2 separate regions of the Mus musculus genome follow, and region 1 is linked to region 2. Evidence: chromatin contacts called from public HiChIP or PLAC-seq data. All regions are on one chromosome and are shown on one strand. The core of a region is the stretch at or near the end of the contact, and the rest is flanking DNA. Distances in the headings are between cores, read along the strand shown.

Region 1 (7,288 bases), core at 4,736-7,235, 2.1 Mb after region 2:
GTTATAATTCTATGCTTTCATCACAATTTTGGAAAATTTTCTGTCAAATGTTCTCTCTTAAATGTTTCCTTCTCCTCCATTTTTTCTGTTAACAGGCGCTGGAGTCCTGAGTTTATTAGAGCTTTCTCTCTATCCTCCATCTCTCTTAATATCTCCTTTAATCACCCACCCTACAGTTCTGTATGCTGCAGTCTAGCAATTTACTTCAGCAAGTGAGCTAGATGGATAATTCTCTCTGCAGATATGCGCAATTCCACAATTATGAGCTACTTTTACAATGTATTTGCCTGCTTATTGAGGGCCTTACTTCTTCTCCATGGTCACGCGACGATGGGTGTCCCATCCAGTTGTGTTTTGAATCTGTACCGCCACCCTGACACTCTGGTATTGTTAGGTCCTATGTGCGTGGTGTTCTTTCTTTGGAACCCTTGCCTAGATCTCATATCAAATGGTGTCTGTGTCTACAGCCTTGTGTTCTGCATATGCTACTCATGGGATCTTTCTACCCCAAACACTTAATGGTATTGAATTGAGAGCTCATATTTTTTCTATCTTGAGGTTACCTTATTTTATAGACTCCAAGCGAGATTATTTTCTTCCAGGAAATATTTGTGTCTATAATTCACAAGCCTCCACTAACCTAGAATCTCTTCAAGCTTCCCTCCAAGACTGTAGCTCAAACTAGATGTCCAAAACTCAGTTGCTTTTTCTTCTAGGTACCTCAAAGCTCTCCATTAAGACGTGTCCTGCTAAGGACCTCTGTCCCTGTGGTCTCCCTCATCTTCTCATCTGTTCACTGCCCACTCACTAGTCTGTGTAGTTTTACCCTGATCTCGACATTTGTCTCCATTTTTTATTTCAAGATTGGATTTACTTCAAGACTGGCTTACTATATGCATCCTCTTAGGAATCCAGCAATCCACCACAGTGTTTTCCCTTCAGTGTCTGGCTGGCTCAGCACGGGGAGCACCTACCAGAGCACCTAGCAGTCTGTGTAGCCAGATGTGAAAGCTAACCCGAGAACTGTTTCTGTATGAACTTAAAAGAAACATTGAAAACTTCAGGAACTATCAGCCTCCATTTCAGTAGCCTGAAAATTGAAACACAACCTTCCACATAGCCTACAGTAGGAAGGAAGGAACTGTCATGGACCAAATCACATCTTTTAAAACTCACATGGTAAAGCCCCAGTACTCAGTTTACCTCAGAGTGAGGCTGCGTTTGGAGATTGCTAATTATAGGTGAGCATAGACATGGTAGTGGGACTCAACATGTTAGTGTCTTTCTAGGAGAAGGTAGGGAAGGCACAAGAAAGACCCAGTAAAGACCCAATGACAGCTACCTTCTAGGAGAGACTCCCCCTAGAAGAGCCAACCACGTCAGCCTCTTGACTTGGAACTTCCAATGTCTTGCATTATAAGAACCAAATACTGTTGTTTAAAAGACTTTGTCTGTAATGTTTGTTCTCTGTGAGTCCTAGCAAACTAATGCAGATTGCAAAGAGTTAATTTGTCTTCTTATTCTTATAATGACGTGTTCCTCTTGCCTTCCTGGGGAACTTTATTCATCTTTCAGGGCCCGTTCACACTCATATCTTCTAGGTAAATTCCCCTAATCTACCTCCTTCCCATAATTTGACATATTTCCATTATAGGGTTTTACACTGTATCCATCTCTGTCTCTTATATTAAATGTGAATTCCTGAAGAGAAGTTACCTAGAGTCCATTTTTAAATTCCTAGTCCCTATGCCCATCCTTGTAGGATCTGTGGCTTGCTCGGGATAGCACACTCCTTGCTGCCCTCTGGTGGCTATCTGCTCTCAACACATCACTGAAGGCAGAATAGGACAACACCCATGTTCTCCTGGCCTCTTTTAGGCAGTTGGCTTTGCAGTTTACAAGAAGCAGCATCCTTCTCTGCAGGTGTTAACACACTCTCTTCCACTTTCTACACCACCTGCAACTTTCTGATCATTAGCATTTATTAGTAACTTTTCTATCAAACTTTCACCATCTGCTTTATTAAAAAAATTGATCATACCACTTATAAACCTAGACTCACCCAGGCACTATGGTGCACACCTGTAATCCCTGTATTGGAGAGGCAGAGGCACCAGAATCATAAATGTGTGGGCTATAAAGTGGGCTTGAGACTTTTAAAAAGAGATTTAAAATCCCTCGTAATGTCTTCATATCTTACTTCAGAAACCCATTTGACTGCACTCAAACGAAACCATCAAAACTCCTTTCATCTGTACACACTTTAGCTCTGTTGTAGCCCACACAATGTCTTCCCTGCTGACTCACACGCTCTGAGGTCGCGTTGCTTCACTGGTGAGCTTGGAGGTGAGGTTAAGGATCTTGGGAGGGGAAGATAGTTCTGAATTACAGGGGAGGGTCTGGTGTAATCACAACAGTCCTTATAAGAAGGCAGGAGAGTCAGGGATAGGAAAGGGACATGACTGAAGAAGCAGAGGAGCAGAGGTGGCAGGATGTGAGAGCAGGAGCCAGAGAGCACAGGTGTCCCCTGGACACTGCAAAGAACTGGAAAGCACAATCTTTTTTCTAGCCTCCTGGGTGAGCACACTTCTGCCAATCCATTTGAGACTGCTAACTCCCCAAACTGTAAGAGGATAAATGGTGTCGATGTGAGTGGCAAGGCTCATGGCAGCTTGACAGATCAGCAATCAGAAACTCCCCTGGACTGATCTCTAGTTTCCCATGAGCCTTTTTCTGGTTTGCACATATACTACTCTTATTACACTTGAGTACGTTCTCACAGCCGACTGTCCCTCTCCTGGCTCTCATTCATTGCCCGTGTACCTAGACAGCATAGTTTTAAGTTTTAGCACCTCACTTCTCGGGGTGTTACGGGCCTGACTCTTTGCCATTTCTCTCTATTCTAAACATTGCTACATGCTCCAATCCTGTTTGCTTCTCTTCTACGCTGAGGAGCAAAGCATCTGAGGAGAGAACAACTGAACAACATACATTAATGCCATGAGAGACTCATGCTGCTGACCTTGGCTAGCTCCTCTAAGCCTCTGTCTTTTGTGTGAATTCCATTACTTCCTGTTTTCCAGCAACAACTCTACCCCATGCCCTGTCTCGGCTCACCTTCAGCATCGTCAGAGTTCTCTCCCTGGCCTCGTGGCTTTGTTTTGGTTCCTGTTTTTGTTTCCAGCACCAGTGATTGAATTCAAGGGCTTGAAGAAGCTCAACAGCATTTAACGGCTGAGTAACAGTCCTGGACTTGTGTAATTTCTTTCTTTATTTTTTTGAACAAATAAAATTTGAGTAAGTGGTTCAGGCTGCCCTTGAGCTCACACTGTAGTCCAGGCCCAGGGCACCCAAGTCTCTTGTAATACAGCCCACAACACCAAGCCTGCCTCATCTTCTATTTTTCAAGAGAATCTGAGGGCTGGTATGGACTTGTTCCAACCTGGCCTTTTCCTTTTGTTCTCATAGTACCTGAAAGACCATCCCTCCCTCAGCTCCTACTTTTTCTAGTCTATATGTCCCTAAAACACACTCACTTCTTTTCTGTTTGCAAATGTAAGAGTGAGCAGGCATGAACCACCCCAGTCCCTCGGTCACTACCCATTCTTTGTGTTTGTTTTATTGCTCCGTCTTCTATCGCAGCATCAGGTTACCTCATGTTAAACATGACGTCATGCTTAAATGCACTGCTCTTTTTGTGTGGCTGTCCTTTGATGAGCCTGAGAATACCTTTGGGTGAATTGGTGGCTTTTGTCTTCTTAGCCCTAGCACGCCTTTAATGGACTGAGAAATAGCAGGTCGGAAGGCAAGCGGCATCTCTTGAGAGGTGAGTGACCGGTCAGCCTCCCCCACCACAGGCCCACACCATTCTCTATCAGGCAGGGCTCTCACCTCCTCCCAATGATTAATCTGTTTGGATCCTAAGATCTGTCCTAAATCCCCAGGCAGAAGCTCATAGCCATCCAGATGACAAGTGCATTGGCATGTCCATCAACTGTGCTGCAGAATCAGGAAGACACTCTTGGCTACCTCAGAGCTTCAGACCATCTGCTCAGGTGGCACAACGCCCACTGACAAGGTCAGTTCGTTGCTACCCTGCACTTTCGGTCTCATGATGCATGGGAGGTTTTTCTCTGAGCTGCAGAAGCGAAGTCCTAAGTGGTACCATTAGTTCTCCGCCATTTAAGTCTCTGCTGTGACTCTTGCGTGGGCAGCAGGGATATTTACTTCTCTAGAGCATTACTGTCAGGTAACTGTTCCCGGAACAACAGGATAGTTTGGGAGGACAAGACAGGCAGTCTGCAGGTCTCACATTCCTTTCAGTTGGGAGGAGGATACAGTGAAAGGATGTTCACCCTGGCAACATGAATTAGTGCTTTGTAACTCCAGAGATCACCTTGCCTGCCTAGAAACACTTTGATCCTAAACTATATTGTTGGCCTTTGAGGCTGTTAGTTGTCAACCACATCCAATTGTAGATGATGGTTTCCTTTGTATTCAAATAAAGTTATTACCTTGACACCAGCAGTGGAGACAGAAAAGGAAGCTGTAAGATCTCTCTGGTACAGGGTTGTTTTATTTTGCTTGGTTTTTTTTTTTTTTTTTTGCGGGTTGGGGGTTGTTTTGTTTTAGTTTTTGCTTTTTGTTGCTTTGTTTTGTTGTTGTTGTTGTTGGGTTGTTTTGTTTTATTTGGTGAATTTGCCTAAATCCTTCAAGGCTACAGCAGAGGACAGACTGGTAAAGAGCGATGGCATTCATCTGTGTCCAAATGGAAAGGAGAGCCACACTGCAGAGTCCAGAAGGACCAAGGTGGAGGCTTCACACAAAGAAGACATCAATGCTTCTACACATAGCCAGTGCCACTTTCAGATACTGACTTTCTTTGTAGGTCACTCTTTTTGAGTTGACAACTGGCAGATGTGTTCAAAGCAGAACACAGACAGGGGCAAATGTGTTAGAGGGTAAACTAAAAACAAGACGTCTCTTCCTCTGCCTTGCATGCCTATGCACATGGGAAGAAAAGGAAGCCGACAGGCAGAAAAGTCTTCAAGATTCAGCACGAAGGCTATCTTCTTAATGGGTTCCCTTTAACCATTGCGATTCACTAAAATCATTCCAGAACGTACTTAAGATTTTGCAATTCACTATATCTTATAGGGACTCGCTTTACTGAAAGCTGATTTACGTCAAATAAACTCATTCCCCCAATTAGCTTCAAGGGCTACAAGGACCCACTCTTCAAGCCAGTGACTAAACATAGGAAATACTCTCTAGAAACCTGCCCCACATCTTAATACTTACCTTTGACTACTCCGGAAAACAAAAGAGGTGGACTGTGAATTGAGTAGAGTTGGGAGGGGGGTCGGGGGGGGGGGTGGAGTGGGGGTAGAGGTGGGGCGTTCTGGAAGAAGCAAGGAGAATTTTTAAAATCCCTCATCAATCTAGCTCCCAACAGTACGTCTCCAAGGGAATTAAAACAAAGCTCATTACGGAAAGTTTCCCTAAACCTCTAGAGATATTTACAAACAGCACTTTAAAGAGCCTGGGCGAGTATCCGTTTTGGCCCAGGTGAGCACGGGCTCTGGGTTCTCAGCTTAGCAGAGCGGTGTGTACGCCCACCGTCACCACCGCTCCTCACCACCAGGGGGCGTCCGTGGCTCCGATCCACCAGGCCGCTCTCCCAGCGTACCCCGCTCCCGCAGGCCGCGACCCGGAAGCTGTCGCCGGCTGCTAGCCGGCCCGCTGCTCTGTCCACTTTGGAGTTGCGGAGTGTAGTGGCCTGGGCGGCCGGAGCTTGTTGTGGCTGCTGGCCGCGGCGGTCGGAAGGATCCCCACCCCCCCAAGAGTTCGTTCCCAGGGGCGCAGTCTGAGCACGGGTCCCCCAGCGACGTGTGACCCGATCTGCCGGCTGCTGCTTCGGAGTTCGTAAGTGTCCGTGGGCCGCGCGGGGCTGCGAAGAGACTCTCCGCCTGGGCCATGATGGAGGCCGGCAAAGTTTTCCTCATCTCGGCTGGAACAGGCTAGTTGATGGGCCCTGTCGACAGAAGCGAGCGGGAGAAGCAGAGCTTTTTCTGTCGCTCTGCAGTGCCAGTAGTATCGAAGGTCCAGAGTTCACTCAGTAGCAGCTGGACTTGTTCTCTTCGGTGACAGTTCATGCTCCCACTCCTGACACCAAAATAAAATCGGAGGCTGTCATCTGTGGAAACATACCTGTCCTTTCAACCATGAAGGCACAAACAGTGTCCCCTACCCAGGGGACTATCTCCGAGTCCAGTTATGTCCACAGCAATCTATGGAGTAGCCGGAAGCTAATGATCGTGGGGGTCTTGGTGGGCTGGCTACTGGTCATCCACCTTCTGGTCAACATGTGGCTTCTGATCCTTCTATGTGCATCGCTGGTAGCGCTGGGAGGATGGCTGGGCTCCACTGCCATCCTAGGGGCTTCAGGTCAATTGCACCTGGAACGATTCATTACCATCACCACCTGTCCTCCATGTCCCGAGGCAGAAAGGCAGCTGGAACAGGAGATTAACCGCACTATCCAGATGATTATCCGAGACTTCGTGTTATCCTGGTATCGTTCTGTGAGCCATGAGCCGGCCTTCGAGGCAGAGATGGAGGCAGCCATGAAAGGGTTGGTTCAGGAGCTTCGAAGGCGGATGAGCATAGTGGACAGCCATGCTCTTACCCAGAGGGTTCTGACTCTCTGTGGTTGTCACCTGCAGAGCTATATTCAGGCAAAGGAGGCTACTGCAAAGGAGCAGAGCTGTCCAGTTCAGCCCTCCCAGCTGTGGGATGCTTACTGCCAGGTTACAGCTCCCCATCCTGCCATGAGCTGTCCCACCACGGAGGTCACTTATGCACGTGGCATTGTGAACTTGATACTAAAAGAGTTAGTGCCCAAGCCCCACCTGGAGACGAGGACTGGACGCCACGTTGTGGTTGAAGTTATTACTTGCAATGTCATCTTACCACTGATCAGCAAGCTATCAGATCCTGACTGGATCCACCTTATTCTTGTGAGTATCTTTTCCAAGTACAGACATGATGCAGCACAGGGAACTAAACCCCCCTGCTCATCCAGTGTCCTAGAGCAGCCCTCGGTGCCCACATCTCTGCCATTGATTGTTGAAGTAGAGAGTCTGCCAGTAGGAAAAGCATCTTCTCCAGCAACAGCCCCAGTACACTTGACCTCCAGTGAGCCAGCCCCTTCCCCAGAGATTGAAGAAGGCCATGAAGCTGTAGAGGGAGATTTGCCTGGGATGCTCGAAGAAAAAAAAGTAGGAAA
Region 2 (6,871 bases), core at 3,111-5,610:
TCTCCTGCTAATAATGACTCCCATACAGAAGGAGAGGGGTAGTCATTTAAGGCGGGTGTGATCCATGTGGGGTTTGCTCACACTATCTTGGTCATGCAGGGGTTCAAATGTGTTTGTTTTGGACATATAGGCAGAGATGGATGAGAAAATGTGGACATACCGCCTCTGAGGGGAGAGTGAAATGATTTCTGGGAAATCTTTTTGCAGGGAACCATACTTGGCACATTCTTTTCCCTTCGTTGCTCATCTTCTGTGTTTTCCCCTTGATAATTTAATTACAGCAATGGGCCAGTGCCAGAACCAGAGGAACCAGCAGGAATGTCTTCAAAATTCAATGCATCCAGACAGAACGGTGGCTTGGCAAAGCTGAAGCTCTTTTAGTGCTAACCCAGATGAACCCAAGGGGCTGAAGAGGTCTCCTGTGGCCTTCAGAGACAAGCCAACTTTTACTGTTTGCTGACTTGAATAATTTAGCTGTGAGGCTAGCCTGGGGCAAACTACAGTGGGGATAGTAAGGTCAGCAAGGACACAACTAACCATGTTATGTCAAGCTCCCCTAAGCAGTGTATGCGAACATTTGGAACATATACCTCTCAAATATGACCTTCAGAAGAATGGCCTGGTGGGGACAGCAGTGGATTTCCACAACCTGGGAGCACTAGAGTGCACATGCACAAACTATGTGATTCTGGTCCCTTCTGTGTCTCTCTGTCACCTCTATAAAGACCTGGTCAGTGTTAGACCTCAATCAAACTCAATGCAATTGTTAAGAAAAACGAGAGCAGGCCAGTCATTTATGATGAGCCCATGACTCCTGCTCAAGGGCTGGGCATTTATTTCTCTTCTCCACACATGAGGAGTTTCCCAATGAATTCTGGGAAAGGTAGTCATCATGGAGATGATCCACTAATGCCATGAGGTAGCGCTTGGTATGGTACCAAGTGTTGAAGACAGGTACAGGCTTATAGCCTGAAGTACAGGTCTACCTTCCCTGCATGGGAGCCAAGCTGCCTCTCAGTTTTCCTCTGTCTCCTTTGATTGTGGATCCTACTGCTGGTGATTAATCAGTGTCTGGCAAGGGAGAGAACCGCTCCCACTGTTGCTCTGCATTCGACGACAGTGCTGCGAAGGTCATTCGCCAACAGTCTGGCTATTGATCAAAGGACTGAGGTGTTAGGATTTGGAAGCAAGTCACAGCCTTCATTGGAAGAGTTGAGTCTTCAGAGGTTTGAAGGGAACCGCTGCCTTTGGGGGCTGAAAGGGCCCTTAGGGATCCTCCTTCTCAAACTCAATCAGCCTCTAATGGGTACAACCTCACTGGAAATGCCAGGATTTGAAGAGTGTTTAGTCTTTTTAATATTGCCTTCTATCATTTCCATTTTTAATTCATAAAGCTATATTCCCAGGCGGCACCCACCTACTGTGAAAACAGATCACGTAGATTAAGCAAACAGAAGGATGCAGCATTCTTCCTTTTAATAACATAGGGCGTCAGACATCATCCCCAGGTTGGTGCAGAGGACATAAATGAGTTGGTTGCTATTGGAGCCCGGGCTGGGTATACAAAATTGCCAGGACCAAAGAAGTTTAAAGGTAACTGACAGGTATAGAAAGAGTCCATGCAGTGTGGGGCTGCTGCGGTCCTAGAGGTAGTGACAAATACAGAGACAAGCTATGTGCCCATATTGGGAAGAAGCCCCAACCTAAAGTGTCACTTCTCTTTGAAAAATAGAACCAATCAATATTAATAGCATGGTGCCATCACTGAAGAGTTATTGACATATTCAGCACTTACTGTGTGCCAAAAATGTATGCTGAGTTTTCTATGAGCATTGCCTAATTTTATCCTTAGAGCAGCGCTAAGAAGTGGGTTTTACCATCACACAGGTCAAAAAAAAAAAAAATGACAAATGCACCTGAAGAGCGATGTAAATTGAGATGGTGTGAATACCTTTCCCAAGGTCAGAGTTAAAATTGTTGTTTGGGGGCTCAGTATGAACCTGCGACTTGGACTCAATGCTGCCTGCATAGTTAATCCTGTCATCAGGCTTCTCCTGGGGAAACGTGGTTATTTCTCAGTCTTTTATAATCTGAGCCCTCATAAAGCTCTCTGATTCCTTCCCTGCTGATCAGTCCCAAGTAAGAAGGTATCTGCCTGGTTTTACACTCAGTTCTTTGTATTGTGAAACCCACAGGTGTGGTTTTTATTATACAGCATAAACCACTTCCCAGGGTGTTTGATATGCCTCCCCTTACTTCACCCTCTCTTCTGTCCTGGTGGTGTTTATTCATGTATTAATGTGAGAGCAGTTTCTGAGTTCCTGCAGAGAGGCAGTCCAGTTAAGTGTTTTTCTGCATGACTCCTGCCCCTGGGCAAGCCATAGTACCTTCCCAGTAGTTCCAGCTGCCTCTACCTATGATGTAGGTGCCTTCCCTCCTAGAAGCACCACAGATCTATCTCATCAAGACACCTTCCTCTGGGAGGCATTTGTGGACATTCGTGGCCCCTATTCCCCAGGAACAGAAACAGAAGTTGAAATAAAGCCTTCCTAGAGATAATGTATACCATTGACCTGGAAGGCCTCAGAGAGACACAGAGAAGACTCCATTTTAAGGGTTAGGGTGGGGCTAAATGAGGATGAGGATAATTTGAGGTAGAGTCAGCATGGGCCAGGCAGGAGTGGACTGTGAGGAGGAGGTGGTAGGAGGCTTCCTCTGAGATGAGGCTATTTTTGTCGAAGGAGGTCAGATAGCATCAGACAGTGAAAGGCAAGTGCGTCTGTCTGTCACTCAGCATGGAAGTGCTGACTTGATCCCGGTAATGCCGGTAACGCCGGACATTTTCCATCTGGCTGCTTGAGGATGGAAGAATGTGGAGGGTCTCCCCTCCTAAACCCTCAGCTGACTGACAAGCTTTCCTTCAGGGCTGTGACATCTGCCTGCTGATTGACAAGCCAGTCATCCAAGATTGTCAGGAAGGTCAATGTGTCTGTGTCTCTGGACTTGTTCCTCTATATGGGAAGATTCCTGTTACGCACAGCCCAAAGCTTCTGGATATTTCTGTGCTCCAAAAGCAAGGAGCACCCATTTCCAGATTCCCAGCCTTGGAGCATTTTCTTTCTTATAGAGTAGTCTCACATCAAAGATTCCCAGTGAGAACTCAGGGGCTTAACTCGATGCACATCCTGTTTCCTCATACACATTAGGGACTCAGAGTGAATGTCAGTTTATGAATCAGCAGAGTTCACCGTAAAAACACAGCTCTTCCTTCAAAGAAGATAGCAGATAGTTTATTCTGGAGGCAAATATGAGTAACCATTGATCAACCTCAAACTCCATGTTCCAAATGGAAGGAAGTTTCATGAAGTTTTCTTTATCATAAAGGAAAAGTGAGAAGTCAAAATGAAGACACTTTTAAAAGACATCAGCAGAGACATCAGAAAAGGTGGCTTCCAGCAGAGGGGAAATCTCAGCTGTGGTCCACAGATGCTATCTGGTGACATTCTAGCTTTGGGGCTGATAGAAGATGGCTGCTGCTACGTTAATACATTCCAAAAAGATTTTTATCTGTTAGTCATAGAACGTTAGGTCTGATTCAAAGATTGGCAAAGAATGGATGCTTAGGGGTCTAAAATTAGTCCAAGACACATTGTAATTAGGTCCTGAACCTACAATGGCCCAACCTCCCTACCTCATTGCATTTGTAATCAAATAGCCAGCCTTGGAAGACACAGCTCCTATCTATGAATTCCTATCCAAGGTGTCAAGAGATCAGCAACAATGACAATATACAACAGCAACAACCTTATAGTAAGAGTTATTTAAAATATGTGAATCATTTATTTCTAGAATTTTTTTCACGGAATTCTTTTGGGGTTATGGTCGGCTGTGTATAACTGTAAAAGAAATCCTAGCCATGAGTAAAGGGGGAGCATTACTGAACTCCTGAAGACAAAGTTCACTTGGTCCCCAAGGTCTGTGAGAGGAGGTTGGAGAGCTGTCTACGTCCCGAGGAGAAATGGGCCAGGGCAAATCTAATGTAACCTGACTTAGTATGCCCTGTCCTGGACTTGGTGAGGCTACACAGGCTCAGAGTCCAGAGACAAGTGAGTGTGAGCCCATGAGCTGAGATGGGTGTGCTATATTGCCACCACTGTCTTCTTTCTCCACCAGCTCTGGCCAGGTTTATCTTGTAGTGCCTGGCAGAAAAGCCCCTTCTCTCTTCCCTGTCTACACAGCCTCCTGCTCTTGAAATGCTGAAGGGAAAGCTGAAATGGGAAGCCTGCAGTAGTGTCATGGAAACCAGCCCAGCCAGCATGAGAAGGGAGGTGGGGCCAAAAGAAGAGAGAGTCAGGTGTAGGCCCTGCTGACTCCAAACTGCCCCAGATAAGCAGCAGCAGGAAATGGCAAGCAAAGGGCTGTGTAGCTCTCTGCCTGGCCCTTTTGCCAAGATCACAATGGCATGGGGGAGGAGCTGTTTCAACCAAAATCAGCAGCAGGGCTTTTCTGGCAACTTCCAGAAGAGTGAGTCAGAAGAATAAGAAGTAATTCAACCTTGAGGGTTCCAACCAGCTTTCAGCTAGAATCGTGGCCTTCATTTCCTTGTCAGAGCAAGGACTTCTGGATCTGGATTCAGCCCTGCCACACCTCAGCTGTGTGACCTTGGGAATGGCACATACCTCTCAGAGTTCCAGCTTTCTTCATCCTTAGTGAAGGGAAATGATAGCAGATCTCACAGAGGAACCTGTAAGAAATTAAGTTAGATGTTGCCTAATATCTCTGGCCTAGTGTCTGATGATGTATAAGAACCTAATCTTAGTTGCTACTACTTCAAATATTTTAAAAACCATAAATCTTTTTATATAGGGCAAAGCTATAAACAGCTCCACATACAGGGGGGAGGGGGCCTAAAGTATAGGAAATTGGGTTTAACTTAAGATGTCATGCAACAAGGCCACACACAGGTAGTGTGTGTGTGTGTGTGTGAGAGAGAGAGAGAGAGAGAGAGAGAGAGAGAGAGAGAGAGAGAGACAGAGAGAGAGACAGAGACAGAGACAGAGACAGAGACACAGAGAGAGAGACAGAGATAGAGAGACAGACAGACAGAGACAGACAGACAGGTGTATTCATAAAGGCCAGGGTGAGGCTCTGTTTTCCGACTCCACCAGCAGTGTCTCCTAATGTGCCTCACAGTTCCCCAGCAGAGAAAGGGGAGCTGTAGGGTTTGGCCACCAGCTCATTATGTACGCTATCCTAATGTCAATTTTGTTGAAATGTACACTTTGCTGTGGGAGAAGGTTCTTGTCATTTTCCCAGGTGTGCTTAGATGGGCCTGCTGCTGGGTCCGAGGCTTGTAGTGGAGGGCTCAGCTGTAGGTAGTTAGAAAGGACAGCATTGCTTCCTGACAACAGCTCACTTAGCCTCATCCATGGAGATCACAGGCTATCTTCACTCACACAAACCAACGTTTCAGTCTTGATGCCCCATGCCCTGACTACAGTTGTAATCTCTACTGCCTGGAGGATGAGATTTCTCTCTGATGGCAAATGGTAATTACAAGGTGACTGTGACCTTGGAAACTGAAGAGGATGATAAACCTGAGAGATCTGTCGTCCCTTCCTTTTCTTCAGCAGGATCAGAATTTCCCACCTCACAGTCATTTACATGCAAGCTTGTCATTTGCAGTAAGTATACATTTCATTTGCTGCCTGGAAAGGTGACAAGAATGAGTTCATATATGGGACCTTGCACTTTCCCTTGCCGGACTGGTGCCAGGTAAATTAGAGGTCAGCTAGGTTAGGAAAAGAATCTTAACTCTTGCAGGAATGCATGCCTTCTTTCAGATCTTCTGCACTATCTAGTGGTAAGACTAGTCTTTGCAAGACCTGCAGATGGACTACAGCCTCTACTTGAACACTTCTAGTAGCTGAGAGGCTCAGCACATAGTGGCTTACTCATAGTGTTTCCTGTAGTGCACTCCCTCTTTGGATTACTGTAATGATTGCCTTCATAGGATGCTTTCAGAAGCAGATATGCTACATCCTTATCTTACAAGTTCTCAAAGTTCTGATATTGACTCTGTTGATCCAAATGAGTCTTACCATCTCACTAGAATTTACTAACTCTGCACTAACCTTCATTCTGAGTTGCAGCCTTTCATGACAGACAGCATCCTCTTCCAGGGGACTAAACCTGGCATATATATTTCCCATTATCCTTCACCGGTGGTCATGTAGAACTCTGTCATGGAATGTTGGGTAGTTGAGATCATCTTAGCCCCTTGCAGAGGGAAGATGAAGATAGTGGCATGTTCAGCAACAGAGGAAAGAGCATGATGATGGGAGGGAGCATGGTGATGGGAGGGAGCATGGTGATGGGAGGAACACGATGAATGGAGGGAGCACAATGATGGGAAGGATCATGGTACAAGAAACAGACTAAGAAGGAGAAAAGGATATGGGACAGCCTCAGAGACGGGTTTGTCCTAGTGTTGACAAAACAGGTCTCCCTCCTTCTTTCCTGTCCACCTGTGCCATTGGTTCCATTTCTGAAAGCCTTTAATAGACTTCACCATATTAATCTTAAGTCATTCTTCTTGGGAATCAAGAGCCTTCCTCCTGAGGGTTCATCATTCCTTTTAGCTTCACAAGGTTCAGAGAAAGCCATGGGACACTGTGCATGTCTTGTATTAGGACCTTGTTTTTCAATTGCTTCTACAACCATGTATAGGCTCCGGAGACACATCCTGACATTTGGTATGCGTTAGGCATGTTTAAACTTACCCATTTGTGTCTTGATTGGCTATGAGTTAAGAAGATAATGAGATGTAAAAGAAATATCTGATCACCTAATCACAGCACAGGGACATGTA

What was found. HiChIP or PLAC-seq counts read pairs in DNA pulled down with a chosen protein or histone mark.
Region 1: an H3K4me3 HiChIP or PLAC-seq map of forebrain shows a contact between it and region 2, with 12 times the contacts expected there. The contact joins the promoter of Snx19 here to the enhancer-like site in region 2. A contact is called at or near these places in 3 of 39 promoter capture datasets (the 3T3-L1 cell line, frontonasal cranial neural crest and hippocampal neurons), 1 of 484 Hi-C or Micro-C datasets (ganglionic eminence) and 1 of 115 datasets of contacts at active chromatin or transcription factors (forebrain).

What each region holds. Positions count from the first base shown.
Region 1 is chr9:30,421,344-30,428,631 of GRCm38.p6, forward strand. Snx19 (sorting nexin 19) reads left to right here and starts at 5,986. Exons shown (of 11, transcript NM_028874.2): 1 at 5,986-7,288. The coding sequence starts at 6,225. Gm30933 (predicted gene, 30933) reads right to left here and starts at 5,635. Exons shown (of 3, transcript NR_169179.1): 1 at 5,524-5,635.
Region 2 is chr9:28,285,496-28,292,366 of GRCm38.p6, forward strand. All of the region lies in intron 1 of Opcml (opioid binding protein/cell adhesion molecule-like), which reads left to right. Among named protein-coding and RNA genes, the nearest start is that of Gm39313, 110 kb to the right of the region's middle. Within about 2 kb of position 4,361, at least 31 of the 459 cell types and tissues checked have an H3K27ac peak or open chromatin away from gene starts, as enhancers often do. A contact at or near this core is called in forebrain, where this site is marked.